2 separate regions of the Sus scrofa genome follow, and region 1 is linked to region 2. Evidence: chromatin contacts called from public Hi-C data. All regions are on one chromosome and are shown on one strand. Each heading gives the region's core, a stretch centred on a gene start, on an enhancer-like site or on the middle of the called end of the contact. The rest is flanking DNA. Distances are from core to core; before and after follow the strand shown. Region 1 holds the start of DNAI1 (dynein intermediate chain 1, axonemal). Region 2 holds the start of ARID3C (AT-rich interactive domain-containing protein 3C).

The links. Hi-C and Micro-C count contacts between places; a contact is called where the count stands out from the background.
Region 1: a Hi-C map of epiblast stem cells shows a contact between it and region 2, with 3 times the contacts expected there. The contact joins the promoter of DNAI1 here to the promoter of ARID3C in region 2. A contact is called at or near these places in 1 of 47 Hi-C or Micro-C datasets (epiblast stem cells) and 1 of 2 datasets of contacts at active chromatin or transcription factors (alveolar macrophages).

Annotation. Positions count from the first base shown.
Region 1 is chr10:32,354,069-32,359,629 of Sscrofa11.1, reverse strand. It overlaps DNAI1 (dynein intermediate chain 1, axonemal), which reads left to right and starts at 4,186. Exons shown (of 20, transcript XM_021064678.1): 1 at 4,186-4,464. The coding sequence starts at 4,435. It overlaps FAM219A (protein FAM219A), which reads right to left and starts at 4,002. Exons shown (of 6, transcript XM_013980170.2): 1 at 3,621-4,002. The coding sequence starts at 3,680.
Region 2 is chr10:32,167,628-32,173,171 of Sscrofa11.1, reverse strand. ARID3C (AT-rich interactive domain-containing protein 3C) reads right to left here and starts at 1,939. Exons shown (of 12, transcript XM_021064675.1): 1 at 942-1,939; 2 at 1-174. The coding sequence starts at 102.

The sequences.
Region 1 (5,561 bases), core at 2,937-5,436, 180 kb before region 2:
AAATCTGTGCTCAGAAACACTCAGGATTGTCTGGGAGACAGACACAGCAGGAGTGGAGCCCAGGGACGAGGTCTCCAAGAGGAGCTCTCTTTTCCTTTATAAGGCGACAGGGAGAAGCCCTGGGGAGCTCTCAGGGATAGGCCCAGGCCTGGTTCAGCTGCTGAGATGCAGCGAGGCCAATTAAATAATTGGTGTGATGGGGGAAGGAGGGAGGCAACTCCCTTCAGGCAAACTCCCACCCCAGACAGGAGGCTCTGTGCAGCTGTGGCAACAGCAGCAGCAACAACAGGGCAGGGATCTCTTCCTCTTCCTCCCACTAGCTGAGAACTAATGCTTAAATTAGTGCCTTGGAAACACCCAGATCTGCTGGCTATGCCTTCTCTCCCAGCTCCTGCCACTCCCCTAGGCCTCCTTTTCAAGTGCAAGTTTCTCTTTCAAGTAAATAATGTAAAAAAAGATGTTCCTGCTGTATAGCACAGGGAACTATAGCCATCGCTTGTGATAGAACATGATAGAAGATAAGTGAGAAAAAGAATGTATGCGTGTGTATATATATGTGTGTGACTGGGTCACTTTGCTGTACAGCAGAAATTGACACAACGCTGTAAATCAACTATAATTAAAAAAAATTTTTTTAAAAAGGCACGCAAACAGAAAAACTGAAGATGAAACAAATCAAAGAGAAATTGATACCTTCACCAATAAAAAGTGATTTTTATCATTAAAAAAAAAAGTGATACTTTCCACCTTTCCAAGTAAGGAATGCCTTCTGGATTCTTCTAACCACCATGGGGGGAAGGGTTATTTGATGATCAACCCATGTGACAAGCCACTATCACTACAGCTTGATGCAGAAAGGGGCAATGATACTGACACCACAGCCCTGTTTCCCTTAGGGCTTAGAAGACAGCCCCCACTCTGTGCTCAGAGTGGCTCATACTGAGGGGGCGAGGGAGAACAGCAACTTCTGAACTGTGAGCTCCAGGAGGCAGGGCTATATCTACGTTTGTGTTGCTAACCACTGTCCCCAATCCCTGGTGTATCTGGAACAGAACAGGTGCTCTATAAGTACTGGTGAATGAATTTCCTGAATCAATGATATCAGGTTCTTGTGACATTCTGGAAGAATGAATGAGGAGCAATTTGTTTAAACTTTAAAGACAGAGTGTGTCTTCTTTTCATAAATGGGAAAATTGAGTCCAGAGAAGAGAGATTTCCTAGAGGTCACAATAAATAATGGAAAACACCAAAATAGATCACAGCTGAGCCTGACACCCTGGTTTTCATGGGCTACCCAAACACCTCTAAAGAGCCACTCTGCCCTTCTCTTCTGCAGTGTGCCATCTTGATTTCTTATACCCCGAAATGAGGCTCTTGGGGGAAACCACTCAAGATTATGCTTGTCTCAATAATACAAAGAGCATTTAAGGAGTTCCAGGGATCCTCTAGATGTTAACCTGGAAACAGAGTTTGAGAGGCAGAGAGCTGCAGGGCAATGTCTATGACTCTCAAATGGAGGATGATTGTATTGCTACTTCCATAAGGTGCTCATTCAACCTCAAGAAAGTATTCTCTTGCAGAGAAGGGCTCTACTGGCCTTCAAGAAAAGGGTCTGGAGGCAGTCACAGCTTTTCTAAGGGCCTCCTTGCCATAAGTACTTCTATTCCAGAGCCACACAGATCAGAAGCGGTTCAGGAGTCTTCCGAGGCCACTATTCACTCAAACCATTGTTGAAAACTCCAGACAATAACAGATACATCAAGGACAACTGAGAGAGCCCAGTGACCCCTTCTTTCTTCCCTCTCGCTGAACAGCTACTGCCTCCTTCTTAGGAACCCCGGATGAGAGGCAAGAACCAATTCACTGCTTTCTTCTCCTGACTCACTCGGACCTCCTCCTTCATCTGCCCTTCCTTTTGAGTCTTGATTAGATACTTAGAACTGAAAGGGCAATCTAGTTTGACAAGCCAGAGTTGACTGGAAAGATAATTCAGGAAGGAAAGTTCTCTTAGCCCAGCCTCAAGTTCTTCTTCAAGTTCATGGGACAGGCTTCTCACCAGGATTTTCTGGCCCTCACACAATCCAGTGATGCTATCAGGCTAGGAATAAAGTCCAGCAACATCTCTCTCCCAGTGTAATGTTGTACCTTTTTGCAGAGCTACTCTGTTTGGGCTTCTAGAACTGTCTAAGCAGTCACAAAAGGGAAGGAAAACCACTTATCTCCTGTGAGGTGGCCTCTAATGATTCTCCCTACCATCCTCAAAAAGGTGCGCTTAGGGTTGGTCATGGGTCCCTGCCAAGGTCTGCTTTGGCTGCTGTAATGGACAGGTATTTGCTCAGAAAGCCACAGAGCACATCTGTCAGCCAGAGGCCTGGGAGGCCCAAGGTGAGAACCTGTTCCTTACCTCCACCTAACATAGAGGGAAGAGGGTTAGGGAGCCCCAGATCTTCAAAACCTGGAGAGCTCTGCTGAGCTCCAGCTGAGCTCAAGAGAATTGGGCCTGCACACCTTCAGGTTCCTGGCCTGCCTTGCCCTCTTCCAGTTCCCCCTTGGGTTCCAAGTGGAAAAGGAGAAGGAAAGGCAGAGAATAGAGCCAGGCACTCCCTCCCTTCCCCCTCTCCCTATACCAGCTGGCTAGGCCTCGGCGTCTCCCGCCCACTGGGTGGACAAGCCAGTCAGGTGGCCCCAGGGAGCGGTCGGTGGTCAGAGGGTACCGTCTCCCTGAGGCCGGCCTCCGTGCATCGCCCTCCCCCTTCCATTCCCTGTGCGCCGGCAGCGATGACATCATTCTTCCTTGACTCCCGGGCAGCGGACAGGCTGCAGGATCGGCGCCCAGCAAGGACTCTAAGCACGTAGGCCTAGGATGCTGGGGGCTCTCCCGAACCGGTGGGCACAAGCGGCTCCAGAGCGGCCCCGCCCCCTCTCCCCCGGTTCCCGAGCTCTCTCATCTGCGCCCCGGATTCTCTGTTTTGCCACAGTGCTCTCTCCTTCCCGGCTCCAGCACCCCCAGGCTAGATTGACCACGTTCTCCTCCGGAGAACGAAATTCCGGGGTCCTGCATGGACTCTCCCCCTGCTCCCACTGGTCCACGGTCAGTCCCCGCGTTCCCATACATAGCCAGTGAACTGGCGGGCAGGCCCCTCCTCCTCTACAAACCAGTTCGGGTCCCTCAGACTGTCTGCTCGCTGGCCCCATCCCCCGCTCTGAGCATCACAGGCCTTTAGGTCTAAACGCCTCCCTACCTCTCACCACAGCCCCTGGGCCTGCCACCGGCGATGCCCCATGACAGTTCCCTTCTTTCCCCCGTTATGGGCCTCCACTAACGGTGTGCACCATTGTGCCCCCGCTCGGTTCCATCCGACGGCACTCCCCGTAGCTCCCTTGGCCTGCCTTCGCTGACAGTGCTCTCCGCCCTTACAGGCCCCTTTGCTATCATCCCACGTATTCTCCCACGGCTTTCTTGTCCTGCAAGTCTCCCTCCCCCGGAGAGGCATTTTCATGGCCCTCTTTGCCCCATCCGAGGCGCCCTCTCCGCACTGTCCCCCAGGCTTGATTCCCTCCCTCCTCCTCAAGGCAGCGCCCCCTCCCGGCCCTGGCCTGCCCGCCGCCCGCCCCCTCACCAGCGGCTGCATCTCCGAGTGCGCGGTGGGCACCTGGAACCGGTCGATCTCCTCCATCATGGTGCCGGTGGGCGAGCGGGCCAGGGGCCGGGCGCGGCCAGGGACGCCGACGGGACCGCGCGGGGCGGCGGCCCCAAGGAGCCTGGTGGGTGGTGCAGACTAGGCCGCCCCGGATGAGTCGGGCAGATGGAGGGGTGAGCGCGGGGCGGGAGGTTTGCAGGCGGGCTGAGGCCGGCGTGGCTCCGTCGACTCGCCTAGCACTACAGCGACTGTGGCCCGGCAGAGCCGCAGGTCTTGCCTCGCCTCCTCCTCCGCCGCCGCCTCCTGTCAGCAGCTCAGCCACTGCGGTGACTCGGCAACTCCACTTCCGGGTCCGGGACACCGCCTGAAGTCTGCATTATTCATGAGGAGGCGGTATCTGGGGCCCTAGCCCCTCCCACATGCAGGAGTTCCGAATCGCAGGGCAGCGAGTCGAGTCTTGACGGAGGGGGCCGGGCTTAGCGGAGCTGGGGGTTCCCTGCTCGCCCAGCCCCGCCTTTTCCTCCAGCCGTGAGGGGGCGTCGGAGGCGCCTGCGCCTTGGCTGCCGGTTGGTTGCTGGGTAACCGCGTCAGGGAGGAGCCGATTCCACTCTGCAAGGGCACGGAGACCCACAGCGACAGTTGTCCCCAAAGAACCCCTGAGATTGGGAATTGAAGTGAAAGAGAATCCGGATTTCCTGTGCATGATTGAGGGAACGGACAGTCTTCTTGTCCTCAGGCGAGGGAGCGTTTTGTAGGTGCTCCAGGAGTTGAGGTGCTTCCTGCTTCTTTGAAGATGCCCCACAAACAGCCGCCTCATAAGCAGGTAACACACACCGAGACCTGCTCTATCCCAGTGACCTCTGACCTTCGCTGCCAGTGACCAGTGATCATACCTCTGCGACTGATCCTTCATCTTCCTTTCCCTATTGACCCCTAACCTTCTCTCTCCCTGTGACCCCTGGCCTGTGTCCCCAGACTAGCTCTCTTCCATTACTCTTAGCCTCCTCTTTCACACTGCCCCTGACCCACTGTTTCCCACCACTCTTTGACCTGTCCTCTCACCATTGCACTTCCTCACTCCACAGACCCCTCCAGAGCAGCCCATCCTCCTTAAGCACACCCCTCCCCCCGCCCCCAATATGTTCCTCTTTGCCCTCACATTCTTCTCCCAAAGAAATTATTTTTTCAGCCCTTTGCTATGTGCTCCGTGCTGGGCTAGGTGGAGACACAGGCCTTTGGGAGCTCACAGAGGGAGTTTGGGAGAACTGCATGAGAGACACAGAGGTTAGGTGCAGGCATTTGGTTTAGATCTTCTGTGTTTGGAGACTCATAAGGAGAGAGAGCTCACTGAAAGAGGAAGAGGCGAGAGACCCCTTTCCTGTCCCCATTCACGTGCTGAACACTCCAAACTGTCCTTGTTGCCACCTGGAAAGTCATCACCCCTTCTCCCAGGAAACCCAAGGTGACCCTTTCACCCTGGAAGGAGAGGTAAAGCCCAGCTTCTCGAGGAGCCTCTGTGGTCAAGCCATGCAGTCCTACAAGAGTCACTTTTTCCAAACTCTTTATGAATTTATCACCTTGGGACTAATATGCAGCTTCTGGCTTTTTGAGGCAGAGCTTCTATTTATTGATTCTAAACTTCCATCACTCAGGCCTGGGTGTTTTGAGGTTTGGAGAGCAAATCTATGTGCATGCTGCTTGTGACTTTACATATTTTGGTCTGGCCTCCTCCATGTTAGCCTTTGTTCCTTTGCTTCTTTCACCTGGCCTTCTGTAGCAGGTGCACCCATCATTCTTAGATCTCTGCAGCCATGGGGAGGATGCTATTCCCATATGGCCTTGCCATAGTTTAATGTTGGGGTTAAACTGTGTTTGCAGCTCGTGTACTGTACTCAGGCTTAGCAACTATTTATTTGTATA
Region 2 (5,544 bases), core at 690-3,189:
AAAGGAAGGTCGTGGTGGTGGTGGTGGTGGTGGGCGTGGAGGGGCCAGTGGCCCCACCCTCTGGGCCAGCCGGGCCGCCTGCTGTCTTTGCAGGGCCTCCATTACAGCTTCCAGGCGCAGTCCCCCCACTGCTGGGGGTGCTGGCACCAGGCGGGGCCCTGAGGAAAGGGCTGCCTGTGGGGGAGGGAATTACGGGTGTTGGGGCCCTGCTCCCCCACAACCCCCAGCATAAGAGGTGGCAGTCATGGAGTCAGGGAGGTACAGCAGGACCATAAGGAAGAAGGCGGAAAGAGAGCTCTCCCAGAGGTCGTCGGCAGAGAGAAAGCCAGCAGGAGAGACAGAGACAAGACCCAAAGAGACAGAAATGGGCATTGACTGAGGACAGATAGAGACTGAGCAGATCAAAGAGGGTGATGAGGCTCGAGAAACAGAGAGAGATGGAGGAGAGAGGAAGATCCAAGAGAGACAATAACAGGGAGATACAGGGATAGAAATGGAGATGCGACAGAGATATGGAGAGAGACAAGAGACTGAGAGGGACCACTGTGGAGAGAAGCAGAGATAGGGAGAGATGAGATTGACAGATGGATTGAGTAGAGAGACAGAGAAGGTAAGAGATGGAGGAGCAAGAGAAAAATATCAAAGACCTGAGTGACAAGCGGTCCAGGGACAGAGACAGAGGCAGAGAGAAACAGTGAGACCAGGGTTGAGAGAGACGGAGAAAGACCGAAGCAGCAGGAGACAGAGACAGAAGAAAGATTAGAAAGAGACAGGGTGAGACAGTAAAATAGAGGGGGACAGAAAACAGACGGGGCAGAGACGCAGAGGACTAGAACCAAGGAGGAGCGGGAACAGGATGCCTGCCGGGGGCAGAGCCCGGAACGGGACAGGGACGGCAGGGTCTCCACGCCCGCTCTCTGGCTCCCCGCGGCCACACTCACCAGCCTGGCGCGGCCCGCTGTCCCCGGTGTCTCCACGGCGCTCCCTCTGCTCCGCCCGCCTCTCGGGCGTCCCCTTCTCGGCTCGGTTCCCTGTGCGGGGTCCCCCACCTTGCGCTCCCGCCGCCGCCGCGGTGCGCTTCTCCGGCCGCGGTGCGCTCACTCGCTGCTCTGCTGGCGGCGGCCGCGGGGGCGGGACCCGAGCCCGGCAGGGCGGGCGGGGGCGCGGGGTGGAGGAGAGGCCCGGGTGGGCTTGGCCTCTCCCAGGCCCCCAACAGGTGTCTCCCACCCTCCTCACAGCCAGTTTCACGGGGGAGGGGGCGCTGGAGAGCAAAGGAGAGTGAGGCACCCACCACCCCTGAACTCTGGACTAGGGCCCCGCCTGGCCTCATAGGTCCAGAGGCCCCCACAACACCCTCCCTCAGTGCCCGGCATCCACACACAAACATTTGTGTTCATACACAAACACACGCTGTCACAAGTTCAAGGTACACAGCTGCCCCGACTCACATACTTGGTTACATAGACACTATAGCGCCAATGGCCTGGGCAGGATGTGACGGCCAGGTGTACCTCTCTGCAGGGGTAAGGCCAGGTACCACCCAGGGTACCTGGGTGAGTGTGGAAGGCCCGAGGGAACCGAAGCGTCTCCCCCTGTCCAGGTGCTGCCCCCAACTGCCTGCCTGGGAGCTGCAGTTTGCACAATATGCGAACATGGTGGGGGAATCACTTTTGCATCCACACACTCAGAGGTGTCTGAGCTGATTCCTCACCAGCAGCAGGGTACACATTCCACTTGCAGATAGAGAGCCACACAGTTTTTTTTTGGGTGGCACTGGAGGCATGTGGAAGTTTCTGGGCAGAGACCAGATCTGAGCCACACCAGTGACAACACCGATCCTTAACGGCTAGGCCACCAGGGACTTCAGCTTTTAGCTCTTTTTATGTTCTATTATGGATATTTTTTTTTTCTTTTTTCTTTTGGTCTTTTTTTTTTTTTTTTTGGTCTTTTCTAGGGCCGCACCCCTTGGCATATGTAGGTTCCCAAGCTAGGGGTCTAATCGGAGCTGTAGCCACTGGCCTATGCCAGGGCCACAGCAACTTGGGATTCGAGCAGACGTGGCCTGGATCCCATGTTGCTGTGACTGTGGCGTGGGCCGGCGGCTGCAGCTCTGATTAGACGCCTAGCCTGGGAACCTCCATGTGCCACGGGAGTGGCCCAAGAAATGGCAAAAAGAAAAAAAAAAAAAAAAGCACTGAGGGTAACACGAAGGCAATGCTCTGTAGGAATAATGCCTGGCATGGGTGTGAAACTCTGCTTCGTGAAACTCAGCACCAAGGAGCATCCCTGAACTTATTCATATCCAGGGAAGCACACTGGTCTCAGGGCCAAGATTCCTCTAATAGGCAGAAACTCAGGTGTGACTTTTTGACTCTTCTCTCCTCCACCCTCTTCCACCCAGGCTCCTCTCAGACTGTGCTTGCCTTGGTCTGAACCACCAGCTCTTCTTTTTTGGTCTTTTTAGGACCACACCCTTGGCATATGGAGGTTCCCAGGCTAGGGGTCTAATCAGAGCTGTAGCCACCAGCCTACGCCACAGCTATAGCAACGTGGAATCCGAGCCGCATCTGCAACCTACACCACAGCTCATGGCCACGCTGGATCCTTAACCCACTGAGCGAGACCAGGGATCAAATCTTCGTCCTCATGGATGCTAGTGAGATTCGTTTCTACTGAGCCACAGCAGGAACTCCCCACCAGCTCTTCTTACAAGGACTTGTGCTGGATGACATCCCTTTGCTCTTCCTGTCTTCAGCCTCTACCCTTGTCCCCAGCCCAGCTCCCACTGTGGCACCAAGTCTTTGTTCTTTTTGGCCCACCCTTGGCCACACTGAGTTTCAGTTCTGCTCACTCACACCCTTGGATCACTCCAGTGCCCATCCGCTCAGATTTCAGATCTGGCAGCCAGTCGGACCCCTCCCTACCAAGAAGCCTTGGTGATCCAACTACCTTCCAATACCCCTGCCACCAGGGCTTTGTGTGGTTCTCCTGGGGCAGAGTCAAGGCCCCTCCTTTGTCACCGCCTCCAAGGCAACTCCTGCGCTTAGCTTGCTCCGCTTTCCACACACAGCTTCCAGGATTCTCAAAGGAAAGGAGGTACCTTAACTGCTAGGCCACCAGGAAATTCTGCTTTTAGCTCTTTTTATGTTCTATTATGGAAATTTTCAAACATATACACAAGAAGAGTAGGTAGCGTAATGAACCTCTGCTACTCCATGGATTCAACAGTCATCAGCATTTTGCTCTTCATACATCCTCAAAGCTAAGACCCTTCTTGGAAAGGTAGGAATTGTCTTGGGGAAATTCTACTTCTGAGGATTTGGAGATTGCTTTGCAGGGGTGGAGAAGGGAAAGAACTGGCAGCCACTCCCCAAAGGAAGGAATCAGGGAGTTCCCCTTGTGGCTCAGAGGGTTACAAACTCGACCAGTATCCATGAAGATGCAGGTTCCATCACTGGCCTCGCTCAGTGGATTAAGGATCTGGCGTTGCTGTGGCCGGCGGCTGCAGCTCTGATTCCACCCCTAGCCTGGGAACTTCCACATGCCTCGGGAATGGCCCTAAAAAAGCATTTTTTTTTTTTTTTTTTTTGTCTTTTTGCTATTTCTTGGGCCGCTCCCGAGGCACATGGAGGTTCCCAGGCTAGGGGTCGAATCGGAGCTGTAGCCACCAGCCTATGCCAGAGCCACAGCAACGCAGGATCCGAGCCGCGTCTGCAACCTACATCACAGCTCACGGCAACACCGGATCGTTAACCCACTGAGCAAGGGCAGGGACCGAACCCGCAACCTCATGGTTCCTAGTCGGATTCGTTAACCACTGCGCCATGACGGGAACTCCCTAAAAAAGCATTTAAAAAAAAAGAAGAAAAAAAGAAAAGAATCAGGAGTTCCTGTCGTGGCACAGTGGTTAATGAATCCGACTAGGAACCATGAGGTTGTGGGTTCAGTCCCTGCCCTTGCTCAGTGGGTCTAAGGATCTGGCGTTGCCGTGAGCTGTGGTGTAGGTTGCAGCTGTGGTGTAGGTTGCAGACGCGGCTCGGATCCCGCGTTGCTGTGGCTCTGGCGTAGGCCGGTGGCTACAGCTCCAATTGGACCCCTAGCCTGGGAAACTCCATATGCCGTGGGAGCGGCCCAAGAAATAGAAAAAAAAAAAGAAAGAAAGAAAGAAAGAAAAGAATCAATCAAGCACAGTAAACTCACCTTTGGGGTCTGGGCCAGGAGAGCACAACTGGGAAGGCCAGAAGGGGAGGAATAACCTGCCTGGAACCTGGGTTTGCTCTCTCCCTTTCTCTCCATCGGTAAAGAGGAAAGGCTGTCTCATACCCACACATAGCTCCCCCCGCGCCCCCCATCCTATTCCTCACAGAGACAGACTAGACTTCTATTCATCCAACACGTACTTCCTGAGCACCTACTTTATGTGAAGCTCTGTTGGACACAGGAGTAAATAAAACAAAGTCCTGATTATAATGGCCATAATCCCAGGAATGGGAGTATATAATGTGTCACATGGCAATAAGTAAAATGCAGAAGAGCAAGAATGTGCTGAGGGGAATAGAGAGAGAGAATGCATTAGTTACCTACGAATGTGCAACAAATTACACTCAAACTTAGCAGCTTAAAACAACAAACATTTATTTTTCCACAATGCTGTGACTCAGGAATTCGAGAGTGGCTTAGCTGAGTTGTTCTGGCTGTCTCTTTTGAGGTTGTAGTAAAAATATTGGCTAGGGCTGCAGTCAGCTGAAGATGTGCCTGGGACTGGAGGATCCGATCCGCTCACATGGCCGTTGTCAGGCTATTCTCCCCAGGTGGATCCCTCCATAGGAGAGGACCTCACGCCTGGGTGTCCACCAACATGGCAACTGGTTTCCCCCAGAGGGTGATTCATAAAGCTTTTTATGGCCTAGTTTTAGAAGTCACACACTGTCACTTCTGCATCATATTTTTTGTTAAAAGTACATAACTAGGAGTTCCTGTTGTGGCTCAGCAGTAATGAACCCGACGAGGATCCATGAGGATGAGGGTTTGATCCCTGGCCCCATTCAGTAGGTTAAGGATCCGGTATTGCCATGAGCTGTGGTGTAGGTCACAGACTCGGCTTGGATCTGGCATTGCTGTGGTGGTAGCAGAGGCTGGCAGCTGCAGCTCTGATTCAGTCCCAAACCTGGGAACTTCCATATGCTACAGGCGTGGCCCTTAAAAAAAAAAAGAAAAAAAGTATCTAAGTCCAGCCTATAAGAGGAAGGGAATTAGGTTTCACCTCTTAAAAGGAAGGGCATCAAAAATTGTGTGGAGGTATTTTAAGACCAACACAGAAGGACTGTGTTACCCAAATGTTAAGGTAAGGACTCACTGAGCAGGAACTGAAGGAGGGGAGCAAGAGCTGTGGGGATACCCAGGGAAGAGCACAGCAATCAGAACAGCAGGTGCATAATATCCTGAAGTGGAAGTTTGCTTGATGTGTCAGAAGAAAAGCAAGGGGGCCACTAGGCTAGAACATAGTGGCCAAGGTGAACAGTTGGATGTTTGGTCAGAGATAAC